Linked DNA regions of Podarcis muralis: region 2 is linked to region 1. Evidence: chromatin contacts called from public Hi-C data. All regions are on one chromosome and are shown on one strand. The core of a region is the stretch at or near the end of the contact, and the rest is flanking DNA. Distances in the headings are between cores, read along the strand shown.

Region 1 (4,491 bases), core at 601-3,100:
AGAAACCTCCAAGGATTCTTGAGAGATGTGGTTGTTTTTGTTTTATTTTACCACAGACCCTTTCAAATAAAGACAATTTCCTGAGAGCTGGCTTGCTTGTGCAGTTGTGCTTGTACCAATTCCTCACCCCCATTTTTTTTTTTTTTTAGAAGTTTCCACCTTGAAGTTAAATACAGTACAACTGTTTTAGACTTCCTTGTCAAATGTTCACTTACATTTATGTTGAATTTAATAACTCTTCATCTCACACCAGGTCCTGGACACCACTTAACATTAAGTCCAGGGTTCCCTCATCTCTAAATGGTTACAACATGATCAACTAGAGGACTGCTGACTGGTAAGGAAAAGAAAGATGGCAGAGGCCAACAAATCCATCTGAACATGCCTACCTGCAGCTTTGCTGACTCTTGAGGTCCGTATTTCATTAAACTGGAAATATTAATTTAGATTGCTGTAGTTTTGCTTGTTTATGTTATAATTGTTTAGCTGTTTGTTGGTCCTGTTTACATGATTTTGTAGTTTTTGGTAGTTTTTCTCTTTTTATTTTTATTACTTTGTTCCCCATTCTGGAATTGAAAAAAATTGATGAAGAATGGACTATAAATACAGTAAACAACAACAACAGTTGTTGTAAGGTACAGTGGTATCTCGGTTTACAAACTTAATCCGTTCTGGAAGTACGTTCTTAAACTGAAACGTTAAACCGAGCCGTGCTTTCCCTAATGAGGCCTCCCGCCAATGGTGCCCTTCCACCATTCGGATTCCGTTTAGACCGAGGTAAAGTTTGCAAACCGGTACACTACTTCCGGTTTTGCGGAGTTCATAAACCTAATCGTTCATAAACAGAACTGTTCTTAAACCGAGGTTCCACTGTACTGTCGTTTGAGATTTCTTTTAGGAGCAAGATCCAATAATAAAATAGAATTTTATTCTGAAGACTTGTACAAGATGTGCATATCTTAAGGTCACAAACTGAAAAACCAACTCTAAACATATCATCCCATGAAATTACGGTAAATGGAACTTTGTTACAAGAACTGCCTTTGAATCCTGAATAAACTGCCCTTAGATTCAAAGACTGGAAACCCTTACAAAGACTTAAATCTACTTGTAAATGAAATTTTTAAAAAGGATGAAGACAAGTTTCCCCAATACACAGGCCTTTATGAAAGTACTGGCAAGTAAAGCAAGCATTTCTCATCTTCACCTCTTCCAGGATCACAGGATTGATGAAACATGTTACATAAAAAGGGGCATATAAAAACCACAACTTCCTTGAAATGTCATTAGTTCAAAAGAAGCTTATTTCCAAAGAGACTTTCAGCCAACTATTCTGTCCCAAAAGGAAAAGGTACACTTTAATTCCTTTTGCACGAAGAGATTAATCTGTTAACCATATTCCTTCAGACAACTCATGCCCCATACTAACTATTTTAGGTCTTCCTCTACGATAAGAGATCTAGACAGGTTACCCGGTGTGCCTTTCCTGAAGTAGTGTTTGGCTCTGTGGAGGCTAACTTCATTCCTCATAGTGACGGTAGATAAACCAACCATCTTTACCCTCCTTTCAGTGGTCAAAGTCAGCATTTTGTAGTTCATGATGAATTTGCATGAAATACCGTACATAAAGGAATTAAGCTCGACTGCTTTCATAATGGCAGCCTTTTAAGGGAGGGGGAAAGGAGAATGGAATTTTGGACTTAAATTGTTCCATGGCAGTTGGGACAAACTGTTAGAAGGAAAGGCAAGCCATCCACCCCCAACTGTTTGGACAGTAGCAACATAATTCCTCCAGGGGTGATAACTCTCTACAGCGGCGAGTTAAAATGAAACCTTGGTGGGAAGTCACCTGCAAAGCCTACGACAATGTGAGTACTATGCATTTTAACTTAACGTTGCCAGCAATTTGTTCTAATGGCTAGTGCTTGAACACAAGGATGGAGAACCTGCACACTTCCCTTTAGCATGGCCAACCAAGTTCAGCACTGGGGGGAGACAGAGGCTTCCCCATCCTTCCTTCAGCCTCATGGTGAAGGGACAGGATACAATTATCCCTTGAGTGTCTGTTTGACTCCCATTTCCCTGTCCCGGGCACAATGCTCTTCCAATCCATGGGCAAGGCCTGAAAGGCTACAATGGCTCCTCTATGGTAGTTTTGGCATCTGTGTTAGCTGGCTGTTTCTGTAAGCTTCTGGCCCTCTGCTAGAACCTCAGGAGCAACTATTCTCAGCCTGGTGCCCTTCAGATATTTTGCTCCCAGGCAGCATGGATTAAGTGTTGTAGTCCAAAACATCTGGAGGGCACAAAGTTGGGGGAGGCCGAGTCACGTTATTATAAAAGTAATGGCAACTGGGTGTGCATGAGTGGGATAATGATTATTCTCCACTCCAGTTTAATCCAATAAGCAAGCTCACAAGTGTAAGGAAGAGAGTGTTGGAGACGGCAAGGTCTCTTTGTGTGTGCAAAGGTGGAGTCGGGCTAACCCTGATGGTTAGAGAATTCTCCTCTTGCTCCAAGTACAGTGGATGTGTTGATTAGATACACATTGCAACCCGTCCCGAAGGGCAGTAGAGAATGGTTCAGAGGCTGAAGTAGGCCGCAAAAGGGATCAAAAGCTCAGAACAAGATTATGGACATGGCTGACGTCTCTACTGTCACTGCAAACCACTCCAGGGTCTGGATAACTGGAGCTGACAATTCCAAAAAGAAATCTAGCAGGCTCCATTATATGATACAAATGTAGTCAAACTACCACAGGGACGTCCCTTGGATGATTTCTTCACTGCTGGGAGAATCTATTACATGCATCCAAGGAACATTTTTTTTAAAAAAACCAACCTCCTCATACTTTCATAAACAAGCTGTGAATGTTGATTGTTGCTTGTCTCTGTAAAGCAGATCCCTCCCATTGTTACTGCAATTCAGAAGCCTGAAGCAGAAAACAGCATATGTTCTTTGCTAATTCTGGAGGAGCTGCTGCCGTTTCCAGTGTAAGCCAACCAGTGCTTTTCACCAAAAAATGAGGTGTTGTACTGTTGGCACCGATAAAGGATGGAGCAGTGTGCACAATAGCATTTTCTCCGTTTCTTCACAGAGTAAGATAGCTAAATTAACCAGTACCTCAGAGATCCTGCTTCTCTGCTTGTTCTAGTTCTCAGTACTCACTTCCACTGGATTCCAAAATAAGCAAACAGAGATTCAGATTCACTGATTAACTGTAACAGGTGAAACTGCTCTTCAAAGGCTGCATAATATTGAAGCATGCATATTTTAGGGTTCTACCATCCCACTGCACTTGATTGCATTCGAGGGAGAGTTGAGACTTGCTCCATTACTGCAACTGTTTCCTGCAATTAGCACCTGGATTTGCTCATTTCCTCCTCTTCCTTCACCCTACCCGTTTTGGATTAAACTGTCAGCCATTATGATAGGGGACCTATAAATTCTACATCGTCTAAAATACTGTTACGCACTTAATTAGCAACAGTGGCAATAACTGGAAATTTTGAAATTCATGTAAATATATGTGCAGGACAATCTCAGCATAGAGTTAAATCCTATCATGTTCAATGGGAGTGCTAGAGATGCATGCTTAGAACTGCAGACTTAAGAACAAGACTTTATAGGAAATGGTGTGTAAACACACTAGAACTAGTTTTGATGTTCAGCACCCAGCTACATACTCTTTTTGCTCTAGTTCAATTAGAAGTCAATGCCTTGCCCTCTAAAGCACTGTTTTCTTTGCTCATGTGTAGGTCGGAAACTAAAATTAGCTTTGTTGAATCTTAGTGAATAACCCCCATAAGAACTATATTCAACTAGCTACCTTAACTTGTTACCTTGCACATAAATACAGTGGCTGCATTTGCATGCAACACTATAGATCAGTGGTTCCCAGTTAGCGAAGTACTGTGGCCCTCCAGTTTTTAAAAAGCCAAGCCATGGACTTTTGAAAACTTATTTATTTCTACGGTAGTTTTTGTTATGTGAATGGTGCCACAGAACCCGTGGGTGGGTTACACAGACTCCTTGTGGTCAGCAGACCATCCATTGGCAACCACTGCTATAGATTATCATTATGATGAACTCCAGCAGCTCTGCGGTTCTTGTACTCCTCCTTGTTTCTTCCTCTGGTGTTACCTTGAAGGGTTCAGAAGCTTTTGCTTCCATTCTGACCTAACCATAGCTTGTCATGGCATCTGAAACCAGACAAATTGCTGTTAGTCTTAATTATGATTAGTAGAAACAAGCTACCTCCCCAAAAATAGTTTTCAACAATGCTTTGTTTCCACAAACCAGTAAAGATTAAGTATAGTTAAAGTCTTGCATCAAAACCTTCAACTGTAGTGAAAGCTTCTGAACTCCTCCTTGCAGCTGGTTTGGAATCATTGAGTCTTGTCCTTACAACCCTAAAATATAGTTTACTGTTCTGCGCAAAATGGTCCAAAGTTCATACACTTTTAATATATGAGCACTGGTTTTTATTTAGTG
Region 2 (4,550 bases), core at 1,586-4,085, 210 kb after region 1:
GGACAGGTGAAATCCAGCAAAAAAAACCCTGTTTTAAGTCCATTTATTTTAACAGGAGAGATTTAAACATGTGCTTAACTTTCCGGCTGAAATCATCAACTGAGGCTCTCAAGGATGCTTAATTTTAGCCTGATCTCCAGCATGGTTCACTGAGAAACAAGCTCCACAGAGCTTGTTTCCAAATGGGTAGATGCTTAGGATTCTATCCCTGGTCTCAGTGGGATTAAACTGGTTTATGTTCAGATAGTCTGGGAGTTCTAATGTGTGTTCATTCACTTGGCAACTGCGCTCAAGTTTCCTTTCCACGGTTACATTTTAGGCATGATCACATTTTAAAATGGCAAACGGAAAACATTAGCATGCACAAATACCAACAATATAATGCTGCAATTCTGCTGCATTCAAATACTTACACAAAGAGAGCAATTCCAGTGTTTGCCATGGCATAAGAAAGCCCAAGGATGCCACTGCCCACAATAGCATTGCTCAGATTAAATACTGACATTCCAAAGGAAGTAGTACCTGGACGCTGTGAATAAGAAAAAAGTGGTGGTGGAGGTGGTTAATAATTTGTTCAGAAACAATTATTTGCAAATGGTTTTAATTTGCGGGGGGGGGGGGGGAGGTCTAGTCTTCACTTAGGTACTCAATGCTAAAAATATAAGTGATGCATGCTTACATATTCAGTTTCATATTTCTTCTTCCCAGGATTGGATTCAAGTAAAAAGTTTTGGTTTTCTGGATCCATGTCTACATAATGGCTGTGAGAAGGGGGGGGGGGGGGGAAGAAGGAAAACAAAGCAACTTAAGTATTATCACTTTTTTAAAAAAGCAACATAAAACAACATTGGGGTTGTTGTTTTTTTTATTGTGTAATCCACCGATTTCAAATGGGCTTATTTTAAAATAAGATTTGGTCTGGGAAAGGTTCGGTTTTTGCTGCTGTACGTACAAACTGAGATACTGGCCATTCTTACGACATTTTTTTTAAAGGTAAATTTGGGGATGAAGGTTGAAATTCACTTCCGACAAAATCAATCAGAGATTTGTCATTGATTTGAAGAGGAACTGGACTGTGTATGACTAATTATTTATTATTATTATTATTATTATTATTATTATTATTATTATTATTATTATTAAAGCAATGCACAGAAACATCTCTGACCTCTTCATCGCAGCTGGTTTGGTTGGGTAGGGGTAGTTGAAGTCATTGCTGTTGGAACTGTAGCTGCTGCTGTCTTCATCAGGAGTAGTGTTGAGCTTGCCCATTTCAGCTTTGGTCATGATGGGATCCAGGATGCCTTTTTTGGGGGTACCGGATTAAAAGCAGGCAAATTAACTATTTGAGATAGTGGCAGCAAGCCTGGGCTCCTCTTGATCTTTTGTCCTTGGCTGCTGGACTTGCCTTGTCTGTGAAGGTAAGGGGGGGGGGGAGGGAAACGTCAATACTGCAGTAGTCCTCCCGAATTGGGTCACGTGAGCAGCCGCTGCCGCCGCTTCTGCTCACCGCGGCTGATTCATAGGCAGCCAGGCGAGTGGAAAAGTACCAGCAGAGATGGGAGGGAGGAGGGAGATGGCAAGGGAAGGAAAAGTACAAGAGTAGAACAAAGATAATCTCCAGCTTCGACACGGCAGCCCCCGCCACTGGGGGAGATCTGCGTGGGAAAGGCAAGGGGGTGCGCAACACAACACAACACAACACATATCTGCCCAACAACCCATTTCGACCTATACATCACTTGTTCTCCACTCTCCCCCCCGCAAGACATTTAAAGCTAGTCATTTTAATTATAAGGGTTGACTTTCTTAAAGGATAGACTAAACCAGGAGAAACCCGAAGTTGCCAAGGCTAGTTTAAGGTTCACGAAAATCGACTTGTGTCCAACCAGAAATGACACACTGACACACACAAACCTCTGTACAGGTTTGGGCAGCCAGCCAACTCCACCCCATCTGAACGGAAAATGATGCAACCCCGTCGGGCGATTGTCACATTCCCTTTCAGTACATTAACCACCCTGCCTTGCTCGTTATCCTTTCAATGGTCATTCCCTGCTATTTCTTTCTTCCACCCTTCCTCTTAATAACAATAACAATAATAATAATAATAAAGAGGGGTTCCTGCATTTCTAAAATGGAAAAAATGCAAATCAGTCACAAGACTGCACCAGCAGCGCCTGTTTTCTACTGGGTCTTCCCCATCCCAAGCTCTCCCAAGATGCAGCAACGCTGGCTGGGCTATTTCTTTTCTTTTTTTAAAAAAACACCCAATCTTACGTAAAGGAACGATTTGGGGTTTTTTTGTTGTTGCCATGCCTTCGCCACCACAGCAGAAAACCCCATGACCACAGATTCCCCCCCCCTCCAACCCCCTGAAACAGCCCAAGAAGATTATTTTTACCTCGATCAGTGAAGCTGGGGGGCAAAACCTTGGATGTTCCGGAGCTCCTTTCCACCCCACAAAAATTAAAATTCAAAAAAAAATTCTGAGATCTCCGCGATTTAATTCGCTTCTTCAACGGAAGCAAAAAAAACGACGACAAAAACCCTCAGATATTAACAATTAAAAGGCCCAGTAAGAAATATATATATATGTATATATATATACAAATTAAAATATCAGCAATAGGTTTGGTTTTAAATTGTTTCGTAAAAAAAAAAGCCGGTATAAAATAATAATTTATGGTTCTTTTATTAAATAAAGCAAGAAGAATCACGACGAAAATTCTGGAGGCGGAGAGTGAGGTATGCGGCTTGGACGCTTGGCGAGGTGGTTGGTTTTTGTGTTTTTCTCTATTGTGAGCCGCCGAGCAGCAGTCGCAGCATCAGCTCTCGCGGAACGTCGCGCTCAGGTCTGGGGAATGTCTGGCGATGCCTTCGCTTTTGAGGGCGGAATGCAGCGACGTCAGAGAAGGGGGAGCGGCGGAAGGACAGGGCGCGGCTTCCCCCTCGACAACGTGCAGCCGCTTCTTTGTATACCAACACGGAGCTCCGTCGCTCCGCCCCGGGAGCTCTTCCGACTCCGCCTTACGAGGCCGCTCCGGGGACGCTGTTTAACCCTCGGGACGAGCCAACTCTTTCCCGCACAAGAAGCGGATCACGAGGCTGTTACTTAGCAGCCGGGCGAAACTTGACGCAGGCGATTCTTCGAAATGATGGAGGCTTCGAATTACAATGGGGGCAGGGCTTTGCTTTTGGATCCTGTCCCCCCCTCCCTGGGTGCCTTCCGCCTCAGTTTCCCCATCTGCAAAACCAGAACAACACAGTGTCGTTTGCAGTGCCGGATTTATGTATAAGCTGAACAAGCTATTCAAGTTCTTGAAACGTTTCGTTCCAAATTTGCTAGACAGAGACAGACAGAGGATGATGACAGGTGGGTGACCTGCTCCCCCCAACATAAATCAAACCAAATTGTAAATTATACTAAATTGTACAGAACACCCTCTGGACACGGTAATGTTTTCTGGAATGCCACCACAGCTCACTAGTCTAATTTTTGGTCCATCAGCTGCTGATTTCATAGATAAATGTAATATCACGGAATTATCATATGCAGTGCTTTTTCCCTGGGGTTACGCAGGGGTGCGCATACTCCTAAACATTTTGTGAAATTATATTTGGCCTCATTGAGGGGCAGTATTTCAATATGAGTAGGAAAATGAGAGTACCCCTAAACATTTTTAACTTTTTAAAAGAAAAAAAGCACTGATCATATGTATACTACCACAGCATCTCATAAGTCCTGAGATGTTACCAAAACTGATTGATAAAACCTATGGTTTTAAAATGTTTAGATGATATGGGGTATGGGTGAAAATGGTGCCAAAAGGAAGACTTCCACCGTGGAAACACTGCATTTGAAGATTTTGTGTGACTTGAAAAAACCAAAACAAAACATCTCTAACCTTATTTACTTTATAGCTCATGTTTTCTTGTACCACCAATACTGCTAAAACTTTTGTCTAATAAGAACAAAAATTATGCTTATGGTATACGGTACTGTATTAGATTTTGGGGGTATGAATTCAGGACTTAGGAGTCATTCTGTATTATTAACCACCTAAGTCACAATTTCCAGTTAAGTCTAGGATACTGTTAATGTCACATGATAATGATATAACATATCCAGGAGGAAAATTATATGAATTGCCCTGACTTGTGTGCATGCCTTTAAGGAGTATTACTCATTCCTTATGTAACTGTGGTGCTGGGCATTTATAGATATACTTTATGGAAACTCTGCCAGAATAAAACAGTTACAGATGGGTAGCCGTGTTGGTCTGCCATAGTCAAAACAAAAAAAAATCCTTCCAGTAGCACCTTAAAGACCAACTAAGTTAGTTCTTGGTATGAGCTTTCGTGTGCATGCACACTTCTTCAGATACCAGGTATCTGAAGAAGTGTGCATGCACACGAAAGCTCATACCAAGAACTAACTTAGTTGGTCTTTAAGGTGCTACTGGAAAGAATTAAACAGAATAACCAAGTAACAGAATCTACCCAAGCCTGACATACATTTTTAATTCATAGATGTATTTTACAATTCT

Evidence for each region. A called contact is a pair of places that touch in the nucleus more often than the background predicts.
Region 2: a contact with region 1 is called in a Hi-C map of blood, with 2.0 times the contacts expected there. The contact joins the promoter of SLC38A2 here to the promoter of ARID2 in region 1. A contact is called at or near these places in 2 of 3 Hi-C or Micro-C datasets (blood and tail).

Annotation. Positions count from the first base shown.
Region 1 is chr10:28,440,564-28,445,054 of rPodMur119.hap1.1, forward strand. It overlaps ARID2 (AT-rich interaction domain 2), which reads left to right and starts at 1,851. Exons shown (of 22, transcript XM_028745963.2): 1 at 1,851-1,868. It overlaps LOC114605119 (a long non-coding RNA gene), which reads right to left. Exons shown (of 2, transcript XR_013394337.1): 2 at 3,945-4,199.
Region 2 is chr10:28,653,799-28,658,348 of rPodMur119.hap1.1, forward strand. SLC38A2 (solute carrier family 38 member 2) reads right to left here and starts at 2,836. Exons shown (of 16, transcript XM_028746254.2): 1 at 2,405-2,836; 2 at 1,169-1,413; 3 at 680-761; 4 at 414-529. The coding sequence starts at 1,287. It overlaps LOC144328961 (a long non-coding RNA gene), which reads left to right and starts at 2,944. Exons shown (of 2, transcript XR_013394340.1): 1 at 2,944-3,376.